Linked DNA regions of Mus musculus: region 1 is linked to region 2. A link is a contact called in public HiChIP or PLAC-seq data. All regions are on one chromosome and are shown on one strand. The core of a region is the stretch at or near the end of the contact, and the rest is flanking DNA. Distances in the headings are between cores, read along the strand shown.

What was found. HiChIP or PLAC-seq counts read pairs in DNA pulled down with a chosen protein or histone mark.
Region 1: an H3K4me3 HiChIP or PLAC-seq map of embryonic stem cells shows a contact between it and region 2, with 26 read pairs. The contact joins the promoter of Igsf9b here to the promoter of Ncapd3 in region 2. A contact is called at or near these places in 3 of 39 promoter capture datasets (cranial neural crest, embryonic stem cells and neural stem cells), 5 of 484 Hi-C or Micro-C datasets (the HPC-7 cell line and embryonic stem cells), 5 of 115 datasets of contacts at active chromatin or transcription factors (embryonic hindbrain and embryonic stem cells) and 2 of 9 other capture datasets (adipose tissue and pancreatic islet).

What each region holds. Positions count from the first base shown.
Region 1 is chr9:27,297,003-27,300,535 of GRCm38.p6, reverse strand. It overlaps Igsf9b (immunoglobulin superfamily, member 9B), which reads right to left and starts at 1,432. Exons shown (of 20, transcript NM_001326702.1): 1 at 1,019-1,432. The coding sequence starts at 1,082.
Region 2 is chr9:27,028,852-27,032,415 of GRCm38.p6, reverse strand. It overlaps Ncapd3 (non-SMC condensin II complex, subunit D3), which reads right to left and starts at 2,251. Exons shown (of 36, transcript NM_178113.4): 1 at 1,917-2,251; 2 at 1,586-1,793. The coding sequence starts at 1,646. Vps26b (VPS26 retromer complex component B) reads left to right here and starts at 2,322. Exons shown (of 6, transcript NM_178027.4): 1 at 2,322-3,017. The coding sequence starts at 2,795.

The sequences.
Region 1 (3,533 bases), core at 183-2,682, 270 kb before region 2:
CCCTAGTCCGCAGAATCTCGTCACCCTGTCGCCTTCCACCCACAGACCGTTCCTCTCCCGCCGCCATCTCCCTGCTTTGCGAACTTGCCCGCAGTCGGGTCGGTTCCGCGCGCAGAAACCGTGAGCTCAGAGTCCTGGCAGCTTCCAGGCTCGGCTCTGACTTCCATACAAGGGCCGAGAGCCGGGTGCCACCCAGAGCTCTGCCATCTCCAAAGCGAAAGCCCTCGCGCTCAAGTATGCACCCCGCGCCTTGGCTTCTCCCTAGCTTTTTCTTGGGCTCAAACCCGAGAAGGCAGAAATAAAAAATCCCACTCGACTCTGAGACGCAGCTGGGCAGACCCCTCCCTCGCGGCCCTCGCCCCGAGGCCGCTGGGCCGGGCAGCCTGAAGCGCGGCGACGGCGCCTCCCCGGGAACTTTTGCCTGGCCGGGGCCCAGATGCAGTCAAGGTGGGCGCGGGCGGCCGACAGAACCAAGAAGAGCAGATGCTGCTCGGAGCCTCTAGGTCAATTCTGCTTGTCACCTGCCAAGGGGATCCGACCTCCGCGGCCAAGATGTGTGGAAAGGAAGGGCGCGGGGCGGAGAACCCGATCCCTTCGAGGCGGCTGCGGGGACTCCCAACCTCTTAATCGCGCCTCCCTTCAAGGGCTCCTCCATCCAGCGGTGCTGTGCAGGGCTGGGACGCGCGGAATCCTGCCTAAAGACCATCAAAGTCCCCAGCAGCCAGAGTTAGAGCACTAGGGGTTCCCCAAAGCTCAGATTCGACGTGTGGTTGTGAACCAAGGGGCCTAAGGTAGACTAAGTCCACTTTGATTCCAAGGCGTTCGCAGCCCAAGGGCTCCCGCACCTTCCCGCCGAGTTCCTCCCACCCGCAGTTCCCCAGCCTTTGCCCGGGCCAGTGCTCGGAGGTGCGCCTGGCCGGAGCCGGAGCCTCGCCCCCGGGGTTCGGGAGCCAGAGCCTGGAGCAAAGGTCTAAGAACGCCAAGAGGGTTGGAGGAGGGATGCTGCACTTCAACTCACCTTGAGCCACAAGACCTCGGGTGCTGATCACACTTGCTATCAAAGTGGCCACATACCAAATCATAGTACTACCGCGCGCCAGCCAAGAGCCTCATCCTATCGCAAAGTGCTCCTGCGTCTGCACACTTCTCGTGCCTCAGTGCCCGCTTCTCGCCCGCCTACGCCCCTTGCCGGTGCTCCTGTAGCCCGGGCGGCCCGCTCTCCATCCCTTCCTGGCTCCGCTCGTCTCGGCGCGCGCAGCCTCCCGGGCCCCGGCGCAGCGGCACCTGCACTGCCAACCGAGGCAGAGCGCAGCCAGGTCCACGGTGAAGCCTAGCCGGGCCTGTCCTGGTGGTCCGCCCCTGGCGGCTGTTTATTGGACAGTGCTCACGAGTCTAGGCACTGATTGGCTAAACTCTTAGTCCGTCGCTGCGCGAAGAAGGCGAGCCCATTTCAAGGTGCGTTGAAGTGTAGCGAGCACAGAGCCGCAGAATCATGCGCATTGCCTGGGAAAAGGCGTTGTAACGTCTTTGCTCTATTCTGTTCTCAGCTCAGACTGCATGGCAAGTTTCTGATTAAATAGATGGTAGCTTCTCGTACTGGCTAGTGGGACCCTAAGAATCTCAATAACCCTTGACAGGTTATCCGAGGGGATGGAGCCCCCGCCCACCTTGAGAATCCAACATCCGGTTTCTATCAAGAAAAAAAAAAAAAAAAAAGCAGTTCCCGGGAGGACCACGCTGATACGGGGATAGGGAAACCCAAGCATCCTGGGGAAACTAGGGAACGTCCTTTTCTGGAGAACGGTTCAAAGAGACCACGTGATACCTCCCCCCCCCACCCCCACTCTTTGCTCACTCTCTCAGAACACTACCTCCACCAAACGTTATATTAAGTTAGGCTCCATCCAGCCCAAAGCCAGGAGGATGACTAAAATGACCTCTAAAAGTCGCTAAATTTGGAATGAGTCATTGGCTCAGCTGCGGCGAGTCACAGACCCCTCTGGAACACATGTGCACACGTACTGCCACCCCCATTGCTGGTCATCGTTGCTCATGATTACTAAAGCCATTAACCCCCCCCCCCCAATAAATGCTGCCTCTCCTGCACACAAATGCTGCTTCCTCTCCTACCTTACTGAGAGCCCAGCCCCATATCAGCAGCATAAAGTCAAGGTGGCGTTTGTGAGCGATCAGGGGGTGAGGTAGAGAACCAAGGAAAAGGGAAAGGTCCTCCTCATTTCTGCAGAAGATAATAAATAAAGACGCTGGAAGAGCTTCCTATATCCCAGGCTCCCTACTCCAGCATCTCTTCATCTCCTCCCCCAATACAATTGTGTTTACACAAGGAATAAATGAGCATCATGAAAGCCTCTACAACCATCTCACAGTGTTCTGAGGCTGCCGTGGAGATGTTTATTCTTTCAAGCTTCTGACACAGTGCTGAGAGGCACAGCTCCCTAGGAGGGGCTGTTGGCCAGGGAAGAAATGGAGGGGCAATGAAGGCAATCTCTCAATAAGCACAGAGCATGAAGTTTCCCATAGACCAACAGCTTACTGCTGGAAAAGCCAATGTGTGCGCATGGACTCGTGTATCTCACATAGAGTGGCCTTGAGTGATGGAGGGTCATTCTTTTTGGAGAACTCCACTCTCGTTGCCATCCAGGAGATGAAAAGCTGAGGCTCCTAAGCAGAGAAGCACACACACTAATGAACTTTTATCATCTGAATAGCATCTGGAGAACTGGACTTCTGAATACCTCCTGCTTGCAAACTCGCCCTGCTCATGCGAACACACTCATGAGTTATCACTCTGTTGATATATTCCCATGGGCCACTGCTTTAGGTCCTTTCTGGGCTGACATTTCTTTCCTGGGGCTTTGGTGAAGCTGCACGCTCTAGATCTCCTTGACGCATCAATTCTCAGGCAACATGCACCAATTCTACCTCCAACACACACATATGCAAGTCTCCCCATAAACAGGTTTGCACACATCTATATACGTCCATACATACTTCCTCTGGGTCCTAAGTCTATCAAGACTTATTGGGATCCACTTGCAGAATGGGTGATGAGGCTAGGCTATGATTTAATTTTGACCTCAGAAACGTTCATGTTGTTGGAAACTTGATCCCCAAGGTGGCAGTATTGGAAGAATGGAACCTTCAAGAGGTAAGTCCTAGGAGCTGGAGAGACACTTGGCAATTAAGAACGTGCACAACTCTTGCAGAGTTTGGTTTTCAACATCCTAAGGTAATTGTCCATGATCTGTAACTACAGCTTTAAAGGATCTAACACCCCTTTACAGGCACTGCACTCATGTGCACACACACATACACACACACAAACACATATAGATATAGTTTAATATAAAGACGTGAGTTTGGGGCTGGAGAGATGGGGGGGGGGGCAGGGTTAAGAGCACTGGCTGCTCTTCCAGAGGTCATGAGTTCAATTCCCAACAACCACATAGTGGCTCACAACCATCCATAATTGGATCAAATGCCTTCTTCTGGTGTGTCAGCAACACTGTGTT
Region 2 (3,564 bases), core at 1,002-3,501:
TCTAAACCTAGCGTGGAAAGCAAATGCATCAGTTTGCTGGAGCTACCTACAGAAGCTTAGGTGACTGCCAGGTGGCTGACTTACTTAAAAGCCCTATAGCTGCACAAGCGAATGCCACAACACTACACTGCTACCTCACCTCCTGCACACACACATCCCCTTCCCCAGGACCAGAGGCAGCTGGGAGGGGCAAAGGGGGGTGTCTGGAACATCTACTAGGGGTCTACCTCTATAATAGTCTCCTGTGGACAATCACAAAGGTTCTGATGTCATATTGTGCTTGGAGAAAGGACTTCCACACCTCCTCTTATATGGTAGGCCAATGGACTGGTCATCTATTTAGAAAACAAGTAGGAAAGGCCCAAAGAGCTGACACAAGCAAGCCTGTACCTTCAAAGGAGGCAATGCAGGGTGTACAGGAGACAGTGACTGACTGCATCAGTAAGCAGTTAGGGATTATCCTGAAATTGCCTTCCTTGGCTATGGGGACAAGAGGGGGCAATAGGCATGAAAGAGAAAACCCTCAGGTTTGTGATTTAACTGGCTCAACCAGCTGGCTTTGGGAATCTTGATTTCATTCGGACATCTAATGAAGTCTTCAAGAGAACTGTCTTAGTCAGGGTTTCTATTCCTGGACAAAAAGCATCATGATCAAGAAGCAGTTCGGGAGGAAAGGGTTTATTCAGCCTAAATTTCCACACTGCTGTTCATCACCAAAGGAAGTCAGGACTGGAACCCAAGCAAGTCAAAAAGCAGGAGCTGATGCAGAGGCCATGGAGGGATGTTCTTTACTGGCTTGCTTCTCCTGGCTTGCTCAGCCTGCTCTCTTATAGAACCAAGACTACCAGCCCAGAGATGACACCACCCATAAGGGGACCTCCCCACTTTATCACTAATTGAGAAAATGCCTTACAATTGGATCTCATGGAGGCATTTTCCCAACTGAGACTCCTTTCTCTGTGATAACTCCAGCCTGTGTCAAGCTGACACACAAAACCAGCCGGTACAAGAACCATCTAGCTGAATTTATGATCACAAATTCTAAGAAAAAAAAAATCAACCTGAACATTGAGATTGTCTGTTTAAAACCACCTGGGGAATAGACTTAGGACTCCAGCAAGACTAGGTAGAACAAAGGTGACAGATGGAGATAACTGAGGCACTAGCACTATTAAAGGCCAATTATTAGCTTTTCATGTTGCTGCTGCTATTGTTATTATCACTGAGACACTCCTATTATTATTGTTTTATTATTATTATTATTGAGACTGGTTTAAATTCATTTGTGTGGCCCAGGATGGTCTTGAACTCATGGCAATCCTCCAGCCTCGACCTCCCGCATGCTAGAACAGTTTAGCTCTCTTTTCTACCAATTACTCGTCTGGACTCAGATCCCACCGTAAGTTTGGCTGGCCTTCACCCGGGCAGATTGTCACAATCCTGGGGCTCACGGTCAGTGCAGAGACCAGGGCTTCCCCTTCCCCCACCCCTACCCCTACCCTCACCGAGACGCAAGCTTGGATACATTAGGCGGAACAAAACACCCCAAGCCCCGAACCCAGAACCCGCGGCTGCGTTTCCTCACCGAGGCTGAGACCCAGCGGACACCAAGGCTGCAAGTTTTCTCCAAGATCCTGCAGCGCCATTCCGACCGTGGACGTACCGGCTCGCCGTCGCTCCCGCGCGCGCTCTGAGACGTTTTGGCGGACCAGTCACAACGTTCGGGATTTACAATCGACCAATCACCGCGCTGAGCCGTGTTCGTAACCCAAGCCAATGGGCTGGGTCGCCCACTGCGTGCGCATAAGTGGGCGGGGCAAAGACTGGAAGTTAAACAAGGCTAGCGAGGACTTTTTCTTTTTCCCTTAGCATTCCAGTTAATGTTGGGGTCAGGACGTCACTAGTGTTTTTCTTACCGTCATATCGTTCTTACACGGCAGGGAACCTAGAGGCCAGCGGGGACAGCATACTTCCTGTAGTAGCGGTCACATTTGCCCCTTCCGGTGACACTGAGCGTGCATGGGAAAGGCACCTCATCCCGTCAGACAGCACGCAAGCGTTGCTCGTATTCAAATGTGAAGAGTAGCCTGGCGTTTATCAGGCTAAGAAGGAAGAGAAATGCAACCGGAATATTACAAGGAGGCACTTGCAGTGCTAGGACTTGACGGAACATCTGGGCCCGAGTTCTACTGGAGAGAGGCCAGAGCCGCCATGTAAACAAAGCGCCCTTTGGCACTGCACATGCGCAGATGAGCGCACCCCTTGACGGCCTGGAGGGGGTAGGGAAAGCGAGGGGGGGGGGGGGGAGAGAAGACGTGCGCGTGCGCGTGGCATCATCTTCGCATCCGGGCCGGAGTTCTCCTGCCCCTTCCCCCGCCCGGCGCCGCCGTAGCACTTCGGTGCGTTACGCCGCGGGAGTCCAGGCAGTTCTGTGTGTGCGGCTGGGCGCTGGACCCCACCCGGTGGGCGACGAGACGCGCGTGCTTGGCGCCTTTCCTCCCAGGGCCCTAGTCGCTGCACCGCCAGGATCTGCGTTGGTACTGTGTCTGGCCTCTCGGTGCATCGCTGCTCTGGGCGCCGCAACCCGCAGCCGACCTCCTTCCTCCGCCCTGCCTCACCCCAGGGGCGCAGGCCATCGGCGATCGCCCACCGCCCAGCTCAGAGCGAGCGGGGCTGCGGTGCAGCGTCCAGCGCGTTCCCGCAGCCGGCCCTCCGGCCTGCCTTCCCCGAAGGCAGCTCGCGCCTGGGAGGGAGGGAGCAGTCTGTGCCGACACCGGCGCGGCCAGGCGGGGAGATGAGCTTCTTCGGCTTCGGGCAGAGCGTGGAGGTGGAAATCTTGCTGAATGATGCGGAGAGTAGGAAGCGAGCGGAGCACAAGACTGAGGACGGGAAGAAGGAGAAATATTTCCTCTTCTACGACGGGGAAACCGTCTCGGGGAAAGTGAGCCTATCACTGAAGAACCCCAACAAGCGACTAGAGCACCAGGGCATCAAGATCGAGTTCATTGGGCAGATCGGTGAGTCTATTCCCTGGGACCTTCCCAAAACCGGGACGTCAGCCTGCCCCTGGACTCGAGTGTGGGACGGGCTGGGAGCAGAGATTTTCAGTGCCCAGCTCCTGCGAGGCCTGCGACAGGTTCTTTTCAACTGTAATCTAAAGCCTGAGATTCACCCACGAGTCCCGCCCGTGGGCGACTCCCCCATGCATTCATTACCTTCTTCCGTGCCAAAAGTGACAGCGTGCTGCTGGGGAGGTGGGGACAGCCTAGATAGGGTAGGGAGCCCTCTGCTGTATGGTCGGATGCTCACCTGGTGCTTGGATATCCCCATTGTCTCTGCAGTATGCTTCCAGCTTTGCTTCTAGTAACCGGGATTTCATAGTGTGGTAGACAGTATCCTGCAGGTGGGTTTGACAGCTACAGCTGTCAGATCCAATCCAAAGTTAAGCAGTGACCCCACCCACCTATCCATCATCCCTCCTCCCCCTTTAAAATACAGTGCAGTGGACCGGGCTCATAAATTCCGTCTATCTATCTCACCTCCATTCTGTATTACATTGCATGT